2 separate regions of the Mus musculus genome follow, and region 1 is linked to region 2. A link is a contact called in public targeted proximity ligation data. All regions are on one chromosome and are shown on one strand. The core of a region is the stretch at or near the end of the contact, and the rest is flanking DNA. Distances in the headings are between cores, read along the strand shown.

Region 1 (5,337 bases), core at 2,516-5,015, 2.4 Mb before region 2:
CCCGTGATGTATTCATGCCTTTTTGTATATCAATAGTCTTTCTAACTGTTCAGTTGCATTACAGTTGTCTGACTGTATCACGACTTGTTTGTGCCTCCTCTAGCTGATAGACATCCGACATTTGGATTGTTTCCAGGTATTTGGGTTTAATGGTGCAAATACTGTAATTGATGTTCTGAATTAATTGAGGAACTGTATGCATACATAGTTTTACTTTGGTCTTGAGCAACGGGTAGTCAATTTATGATTCTACTATCATCTTTATGCCCTGGGGTGAGAGTCTAATTTCAAGATATACTTATATAATAGACAGATATCAAGATGGCTGAGTAATTAGACGATTTGTAGTGCTTAATGAAAACACAATTAGAAAGACAAATTTAGCAAAACACTTTTTCTCAGAATCAAAGCATGCTTTCAGTGGGGTACCCCAGAAGACAGTTAGAAAGTGTCTGAATCACTTGGGTCTCTCTTGTCACTTTTGGTATTTATCACATGTCCACTGAATCTCAGATCCAGAAACATCAATTAGCAATCATGATTCAGTAGCAGTGGGCATATCATAAGCACTTAGGAAAACATAGCAGAAAGGAAAACTTCATTTCACATTTGAGAATAAGATTCTGTTGTGTGTCTCAACTGAAGAAAACATGTAGTCTAATGGAAGATTTTAAAGCAGGGCAATTTCTGCTTTGTAAGCTATAGCATACGTTTTCAAAACTCCACTTTTTTTTTTTGAAGCAATGTCATGGGATGTCAGTATTTTATCTTTGCATACATATTTTGCTTTCTTTTACGCATGACGTTGGAATTCTTCATTAGTTCTTGAATATGTGGTAGGTGTCCATAGGAGGAAATATCCTAATCGATGATGTTGAAAATTTACCCTTAATAATATGCTATAGCAATTTGTACAGTATATACATAGGTAATCAGGGCTTCTTTTCTTCAAGTGGTTTAGACACAAATGTGTTCATCTATGCCTCTCACAATCACTACAACCTTACAGTGGAAACAAAGTTTAAAGGAAACAACTAAAATTCACAGAACAACTGAGCATTGTACAGATAACTATGTCTGCATCATTTCTGGAATACAGCAAAAAGCTGTTGCATTGACAATTTATTGCATTGTCAAGGAATGTAAAATACCTTTTTGAATGACGATTATATTTTTCATTGTAAAAAGCAATAGCTGTTAAGACCATGCTGCGTGTTTCCTAAGGCTCCCTAAAAAGTTATTTCTGATCTACCTGTATGATACATATGAAGATACAACCACACAGCTGTAAAAATGAGCTGAAAAGAGTTCCTGTCAGAACTACTGAGTAGCAAAAGGATTTGATATATGTATGCATATATAATCTATCATGCTTTGCATTCTATTGCTTGCATTGTAGCTTGGTGTTTTGAATTAGTATAATGGCAACACTGAAATTTATATATTAACCTTACTAGAACTAAAAGACATACCTCCAATTGTCATAAAAGGGAGAATATCCTGACTTAGTAAGAATTCATGCAAATAAAAGTATGCATCCTGAGAGTATAAAAAGATGGTACCAGAAGCTAGGAATAAAGAAGTCTCTAAATTGCTTGAAACTGACGTTACAATGTTCTAAGCGCAAAGGTCACACTCTTCCTAAAGGACACTGCCTCAAAGTATCTATTTATACCCTTGAGACAGTTTTGCCCAAGCTTCATTATGTGGTTTCCTTTCGTGCAGATTAAAAGCAGTAAATTAAAAGGGTGGGGGGAATAATAGAATGGTGCTCACTGACAGCGGTAAGGAGCAACAGCTGACAGTGGGGAGATGGGGAACCTAACAGACAATAGGGCTGCGCCAGCAAAGCTCTTCAGAGCCTTGAGGTGCCAGTCAGCAGTCCCAAACGTTTTCCTGAGGACTTGATCTGTAAACGTTGCAAAAGGACTATTCCAATCGTGAAGAGTTTTAACTGCTGTTGGGTACCACGGTGTCATTTTTGGCTATCACCACGACCTGTTTTAACTTTAGTCCTTGGCTTGTTTTTTTTTTTTTTTTTTTCTCTTTCTCTTATTAACTACTATATTATAACTTATAACCAAGAATAGAACTCATTATAACTATGAAATTATCAAAGCTTACAGTATTACTGCTAAATCTATTGTTCTAATAGTTGGTTTCTAAAATGTCTTTTACCTAGCATTTCATGGCACAGAGAGGCAAGATAAAATGACGGCTTGTTTTCCCTAAAATGAGAATATTATGTATCCAATAGAACAGGTGTCAGGATTAAATGAGATAATGTATGTAAAACACTTAGCACAAGGTCTGGGGCACAGAAAGAGAGCTCAGCCTTATTTTAACAGGGAACTCATGCTGGCCCAAATCCCTCATGTGCCGGTGCAAAAATTAAGCCTCAAGAGGAGAACTGACTTCTTAAGGCTCTACTTCCAGTATGTTATTGTCTTGGATAAGCTGCTTAGCTGCAAATGTTGGGAGATTTTGGGTATTGGCGGGCCTGGGGGCACGTGCCTGCTGGACTCCAGTATGAGGAGAATTGGACGAATATGCTTGAACCATGAGGTTTCAGAAGCTGTGCCTTATCAACTCGAGTTTGAGGTGCCAGGTTGTGTGCTAATAATGTTCTCCATGGACAGAAGCCGTTCCCGTGTCCAACACAGCTCAAGAACAAGCTACCCCCAGGCTGTTAAGAAACCGATGCCAGCTAATAGGGCGATTGGTCTAGCTGGGATCCATCCCGTCAACTCTGAAAGGGTAGAGCCCCTTAAGGACCTACCGAGGGCTACTCTGAAAGGTCTAACCCACCCCTGTAGGGACCCTCATCCTCGGAAAGCTCGAATTCCCTTCCCCTTGGCACTTCCTCCCGGTCCTGCAGGGTGCTAACTTGGCGTCTCGGTTCCGCAGGGAGGTAGCGGCCGCGCCGAGCGAGATGGGTCACCGTTCGCGCGCCCAGGCTCTCGCTCCCTAAGATGGCGGCGGGAGCACCGCTCACACCCCGCCGCCCGCGCTCCTCAGGACCCCGCGGCCTCGGGAGGCGCGAGAAAGCGGAATTCGATGGAGGGGAGGGCAAAGCCGAGACCCTGGAGGCCCGCGCCGGCCGCAGAGAGTCTGGGAAAGGGATCACCCGCGAGGCATAAACGACCGACCGGGAAACACCACACTGGCGACCACGGAGAGGGAGGGGAGAAAAAAAAAAAAAAAAAAAAAAAACCTGAGCGGGGCGGGGGGAAGAGAGGAGAGAGAGGGGAGGAGCGCAGCACATCCGGGATATTAGCTGGGGCCGCCCAGGAAATGACGTACGCCCCGGGGTGGAGCCCGCTCTTCAAAGTGGGGTCTGCCTCCGCGGTAGCGCGCGTCTCACACAGTGTTGGCTCCGTCGTCACTCCCCCTCCCCTGGCTTCGCGCTTTTCCTCTCGCGGCTGCGGGGCGGCTGGGCACAGAGCTGGCGGCAGAGGCAGGCGGGGCTCCTTTGACGGAAAGTAGCCCTCGCCTCCAGACCCTCAGCTTTCCCCGGCGTCCTCCGTCCCGTTCCTCCAGGCAGACTCGCCCTGACCCCGGGCCCGCCAAGTCTTAAAGCGCACCTCGGGGGAAAAACCGACGTCGGAATCCCGACCGCAGCCCCCCGCCCGGGCTCCGAGCTGTCAGTCACGGCGCCGAAGCCGCTTCTTCCGGCGCTCTCGGGCCCGCCCTCTCCCCTCCTCCCTCCCCCCCGCCCCTCCCCGCGCGAGTGTCTCCCTCTCCCTCGCTCCCTCTCTCTCTCCCTCTCTCTCTCTTTTGTGAGTTATAGCAACCGTTGCCTTGTGAATCAAGCGCCATAGTCACCGTAGTCCTGGCGACTGTTACCCATCAACAACAACTACTCCTCTCCTCCTCCTCCTCCTCTTCCTCCTCCTCCTCCTCCCCACCACCACCATCTCCATCACCCACCAACAACACCACAATAATCCACAGCCAAGGTGAATATTCTTCGGTCTCTCTACATGTGTGTGGGAGCGTGTGTGTCCGTGCGTGTGTTCGTGTGTGCGAGCGAGCGTGGCTGTGCGGGGTCTCCCTCCTGACACCGGCTGCGGCCGCTTGAGGGGCTCGGTCCCGGGGGCTTGTTTACAATGGACCCGCGCGCGGCGGGCTCGGGGGTGTGGGCGCCGCGCGCCTGCCCGCCCGGCCTCGGCGCTCGGGGATGGAGCGGGAGCCGGGGCTGCGGGGCGAGCGGGCTAGGAAGCCGCCGCTGTCCGTCGCGGGTGTTGGAGCGTCCCCCCCAGGTCCGCGGGCGCCCAGGAGGAGGGGCAGGTGGAGAGAAGGGGCTCGCTTTCTCCCTCTCTCTTTCTTTAATTCGCTGCTTTGCAAAGCTGCCTGGTGGCTGCTGCTTTCCAAATCGAAATAGACAGCAGTGAGCAGGGGGGGTCCCCAAAAGGTGCTGCGCTGTGGTGGTTGTTGTTCACTTGCGGGGCCTTGTTGGGGGTTTTGTTATTTTTATCCTGGTACCTCGGTGAACTTTTCCCGAAGCCCGCTCCCTTCGTTTCGGCCCCTCTGTGCCTGCTGCTGAACGGACTGCACTTATTTGACCATCACTGGCCTCACGGGATTCTTTTTTTTTTTTTTTCTTTTAAAACTGTATTTTTCTTTGTGCTGCAAACAGTCTTAATATCCATTCAGCAGTCTTCTCCCCCCTTCCCCCCATTTGCACACACATTGAAACTAGGGGGCCTCTGCTGCTCTTGAGAGATTTTTTTTTTAAGTCTGTTTCTCTGTTTCTCTTCTCTCCTCTTTCCTCTCTTGTCTCTCCTCTGTCTCCTCTCCCTCTCCTCTCTCTCTCTCCCCCCTCCCCTTTTCGGGTTTGTGTGTGTGTGTGTGTGTGTGTGTGTGTGTGCTTGTGATTTAAACCGGATGCAGGGCATCTGTGCTACTTTGGTTAGTGGCTACTGACAGCGCTTTATCCTTCATGTGGAGATGGGAGGGGTAGTCCTGAGGTTCTGTTTCACTTTGATGCACCTCCCTCCCCACAGGAGAGTGTTAACAATTTTCATTGTGGTTTAGACTTTGTCTGTGATGAACAGGAAAAGGATATAAGGAAGCTTTGTGAGAACTCAGTTCACAACGCTATTTGTGACAGTTATGGTACTTTGAGAGTTTTTTTTTTTTTTTTTTTCCTTCTCCCATCTTCATCTCTATTCCTTTCCCTTGGAGAGTTGAAATTGAAGTCAAGTTGTTCATAAAGAATGTATGAAGCTTCTCAACTTGAAACGTGTGTATATTTCACTTTCTTTGTGGCTGTTAAGATCTAGGCATGTGTGTACTTAACATATTCTTTTTTGTTGACTTTTTGGTTTTCTTTGG
Region 2 (4,897 bases), core at 1,494-3,993:
CCTCCTTCCTCCTCCTTCCCCTCCTCCTCCTCTTCTTGTTTTTTCCCCCTCTCTCTCAATTACTTGTTCTCAATTTGGAAGGCTCAGGCTACTTCTGAGTAGCTCGTGAACATAGAAGGAGAGAAATCCTGCACCGTGCCTGGTTAGCACCCTTGAAATTCTTTGCCCCTTTTAATTCTCCTAAGGCTTGGGCCCTCCTGCCTCAACTTGGCCTCCTCAATGCCCTCATCCACCCCCTTTTCTCCTTGCTTTGGGTTTTGTTGGCTCTTTATACATTTTGGCTATGGAGAAGGACAACCCGTTGAGAACCACGCGATGCTAAAGGAGTCCCCTCTTGGACAGAGACCACAGAACTCAAGGTTAGTGCTCTTTAAGAGCTGCTGATAGGCAGCTGGGCACTGTAAAATAGCAAGTTGAATTTTTAACTCGACCTCTTCTTCTCTAGTCCAGGGGACTCCCAGAGCCAGGAAAACCAGGAACGGAAAATTAAAAGTGGGTAGCATGGAATTCTGGGACTAAGACCAAACACCCCTTCTTGTTCTCAGGACAAGCCCTCCTCCCACAATAGGCTCTAGTTTCTCTACTGTCAAATCCACAAATATAAGATGAGGGTCGTGGGGCGGTGCTTCTGAGACATGCTTATATGTTCCTTGTTAAATAGCCACAAAACCCAGCCAGCAAACTGCTTTCTGAACTTCAGGCCTACCGGGCACAATTGAGCCAGAAGGTAGGACAAACTGGCCAAGCTACCTACCACCTCACCACACACCAACAGTGAGTAGCCCCCCCAGACCCCCAGTTCAGCACAGTGCTCTGGGGTTCTCTGAAGAAGAGCAAGAGCTGTCATTGAGCAGCTGAGAAAGTAGAGACAGAGGCTCTAGCTACCAGAAAAACTACGGACCTTTCACTCCTAATTCCAGTACACCCCATTCCGAAGGAGATGGGCCTGTCTCCTTTGTACGTTTACCCAGTGAAGGGGAAACACCAAACTCCATTGAATTCCGGTTGCCAGGAGGCTGCGAGCGGCCAGGAGTAAAGCTAGAGGTTCCTCGGAGGAAAGAGAGGAAGAGGCTTAAAATAGGGGCAGCCGGACTCAGGGACTCAGGAAAGAGCCAGAAAGAGAGAACTAAGTAGAAACCGGGGTCTGCCCACTGTCAGGGCTCAGAACCCTGTTAACCCATCCCCAAAATCAGAGCATATCTGAACAGCGGGAAGCTAGATGGCCAGAAAGCCCCTCATTATTTCAGGCCAGGCCAACCCCGCAAAATCCTGGAAAGGCACTTGCTAGGTTTTCTCCACTGTAGGCCAAGTTTTGGTTTTAATTTCTTCACACCACAGCAGCCCGGGAAATGGCAATAAAGGACCAAAGAAGTAGTTCAGCAAAAGAGAGTTAAGTAGCTTCACTTTGGAGCCTTTTCCTTAGAGTTCTTAAAAGGCGCCTTTTTTTTTTTTTTTTTTTTCAAATTCTAAGTCTTGAGGCCTCTTAGCCTGGCTAAAAAAAACAAAACGACTCCTAGTTCCTTTAAGTAAGAGACAAAACGCCTGTTCCGGACCAAGCCAAGAATCACCTAGAAACAGCAAAGCACTGGGCCCTGACTGCTAGCCAGCACCTACTTACCCCCTCGCTCCAAGTGAGAGCCCCCACCCGTCTAAAACCCGCAGCCCGGATAACCCTCCTCATTGTGGTGTGTTTAAAGTCGGTCTTCCCCAAGACATCATTTTATTTTTAAAATTGACCTGCTATGTTCCCTTTCAACCCGGGGAAAGCCTCTGACGATAGGGACACAGCCAGGCGATCTGGTTGGCCCCTCTGGCGGGCTCCTGGGTTCCATCGGCTTCAGACTCTCGAGACCCCCTTTCCGGGAGAGTAAGAACCGGTGCCTGGTGGGGGTGGGGCAGGTCCAACCAGGTCCACTTCCCACAAACTTGTCTTCGGCCTTCCCCCACGATCCCGAAGAGCCCTCGAAGCTCCCTCATTCGGAGCGCGACCCCAGCGCCGCAGACGCTCTCACCTGGTTTAGCAAGCTGCGCTGGCAGCGTCCCGGGCTGGGGCTCCGCGACCCAGCGCAGCGCGGCGGCCGCGGCCAACTCCGCGGTGGGACGAGGCGGCGCGGGCGGCTGGGACGCTTGGGAGGCTGGCGACGACTGCGAGGCGGTAGCGGCGGTGGCCGCAGCGTCCCCCGGCGGCGGGGGCCCTGGCAGAGCCCGCAGCGAGTCCGGGATGAGGCTCTCCAGGCTCTCGTTGGCCTGCTGCCTGCGCAGCGCCACCTGCGCCGCCATCACCCGCTGCCGCTCGATGATCAGGATGCACTTCTCGCAGGTGCAGTCCTTGAAGCGACAGTAGCGCTTGTGGCCCTTGAGCCAGGACAGCACCCCGTGGTTCCGGCAGCGCGCGCACTTGGGCGTGCGCTGCAAGGGCGCCCGCGGCGGCTGCGACACCGGGCCGCCCATGTACAGGTAGGGGGAGCCGTAGCCGTTCATGCCCAGGGCTCCCCCCGGCCGGCGGCGGGAGCTGGAGCACAGAGCTCGGAGGCCCGCTCTCGGGAGGCCCCGGAAGGTCCGCGGCGGCCGGAGCTACGGCAGCAGTCTCCCCGGCTCCGATGGCGCTCGCAGCCCGCCGGTACCCACGCGTGCCGCCTCTCTGCCCGCCGCTCTCGGGGCGCAGGCTCCACCCGCAGGTCCTCCCACGCTGAGGCTCTCCAGCAGCTGCAAGGAGCCGGGGAGAGCTCTGATTACGGTCTGAGCCACTTCCTTCCCTGGTCCCTTCCTCGCAGACTGGACCCAGCACCTCCTCCGCCACCCTCCCCCCCCAGTCCCTCCTCCCTCCCGCCGCCACCCCCCCCCCAATCGGGGTCCCAGCCTCCTTGCGCTCCCCACGCGCTTTCCTCCTCCCTGGCAGGCACCCCTCGGGTTCCTGCACCTCACCTTCCCCGCCACCTGCAGCCTGGCCTCTCAGGCGGGGGCGCTCACAGCCCCCTCTGCCAAGCGCTCTGTTACCCCTTCCTGAGCCGGGAGGGACTGCGCCGCTGCGGTACCGCGGGAGCGCTGGGCGGACCGGGTGTGGGGCGGGGGACGATGGGGAGGGGGGTGGGTGTTTGTAAGCCAGCCGGCAGGCCTCTCCCCTACCCTCTCACGTCGCTCCAGCACTGGCCTCGAAGCACTGAGCCCTAGACCGCTTTCCTTCCCACCCTTGGCCTCAGCCATTCGGAGCTTGCGAGGGAATTGAGGGTACTCCGCAGGTCGGCCCCGGGAGAACCGGGTTTCAAGAACCGGAAAGTCTCCACCTGGCAAGAGGAATCAAAAGAGGGGTAGTAGTGATTCGGGAATTCTTCGCTTGGTTTTGCAATCTAGTTTCTTTTTCATTGCTACAGAAGAAAAATGAGTATTTTTTTTTTTAATCTGTCAGGCTTCAGGAAGACAACTCGTTTTATAGGGTAACTTCAATTTTCTACTTAACCTCCTCTTGTCTTTAAAATAAACAATCTCTGCCTTGAATGACCTCTCTGCCTTGGACTGCCAAGTGCTCTCTTGGATGTTTTTCTTAAGCACTGTTTAAACTTTCCGAGGGTGTAGGGAGAAGACACATTAGTGGCCCCAAAGTTACCTGGTATTTTGTTCACGCAAAGGCCACTGAATCAGCCAAGGTCCGGAATTGCCCAGTTCAAATCCCCACAGACGCTGTGTTTTACTTAAGAATAAGGAATAGACCCTACTCGTAACAATCTTTGCGTGACGATGAAGAGTCTCCTGTATAACCTTAGACTGCATAAGCCTTTTTTTTTTACAGCATAAATTTCGTTTATACTCTTTGCTTGTTTTCAGTATTGGTTTGTCCAATGTCGAGTATTACTACGTACGTGTAGAGAAGGCTGCCTTTTTTCACTCAACCAAGAAAACAACCGAACAAAAATCAAGGCATAAAGTAGGCTCAGGACCGCTTTAACAACTCAGTGGGAAGGAGCCAACGGAAGTCCCGGACGGTCTTTTAGCGGCCCCTGGGAACGTGCGCTCCGCTTCTTACTGTGTGGGTGAAAGTTAACGTAAACGGGTCTGCTGCGGTACCTGACTCCTGAACTGCACAGAGACCATAGTCTCTTTCTGGAGGTCGCTTTCCAGTGCCCAGCCCTACCGCCAGCCAAGGAAGAGAGCATCGCTGGCAATCTTGAGTTTGCTGTGAATTCTAGGACTGTGTCGTCCGAGGTTCAAGCAGCAAGCTCTCTGCCCAGAAGAGTGATTTGGAACCGGGAGAGAGCTTTGAACGCGGAATATAAATGTAGCTTTGTACCTTTTTTCCCCCTCGATGCCCTTAGCTACTCGGGTTTCAGGTGCGTGGAGGAGTTGATAGTTGTTCCGGGCTGACCTGCTGGGACTGGAAAGGAACCCCTTGCACACGAATGCTATCTCCAAGATAATTTCCCCAAAACTGCACGGAACCAGTACCCCTGGCTTTTGCCCTTTTCCCCCCACCCTTCTAACCTGGCCTCTTTCCACCCTTGGTCAGAAAAACAAGTTTCTAACTCTACAACTAGTAGGACTTTTGTAAATTGTGGAGACGGGGCACAAGGGTCACGCGTTGATCTTTGGGCCCCGAAACAGGGGGGAAAGGTACAGAAATCACTTTTTATGCTCTGCGAATGGCACGAATCTGGGAACTTGTACTGTTTCAATCTGAAATCTGTGCGTCTAAGAAAGACGAGGACCACGGACTTTTATCGAAGCTGAATTTCTCTTTAAATGGTCAGGGAAACAGATCAGGAAAATAAGAGTAACTAGTTTCTCTGGGGAAAGAGAGCAGCAGAGTTCTGCACCAGGTTTTTAGGGGACATTTTCATTCTCAAAGCAATCCCCTTTCCTTCCTGGGTCACCTAGCCACCCTATCCCAGTGCCACTCACACAC

Evidence for each region.
Region 1: a contact with region 2 is called in a targeted proximity ligation map of astrocytes, with 6 times the contacts expected there. A contact is called at or near these places in 2 of 39 promoter capture datasets (liver and pre-B cells) and 1 of 130 datasets of targeted methods (astrocytes).

Annotation. Positions count from the first base shown.
Region 1 is chr19:28,009,594-28,014,930 of GRCm38.p6, reverse strand. It overlaps Rfx3 (regulatory factor X, 3 (influences HLA class II expression)), which reads left to right and starts at 3,765. Exons shown (of 17, transcript NM_011265.3): 1 at 3,765-3,959.
Region 2 is chr19:25,608,383-25,613,279 of GRCm38.p6, reverse strand. It overlaps Dmrt3 (doublesex and mab-3 related transcription factor 3), which reads right to left and starts at 2,743. Exons shown (of 2, transcript NM_177360.3): 1 at 2,013-2,743. The coding sequence starts at 2,481.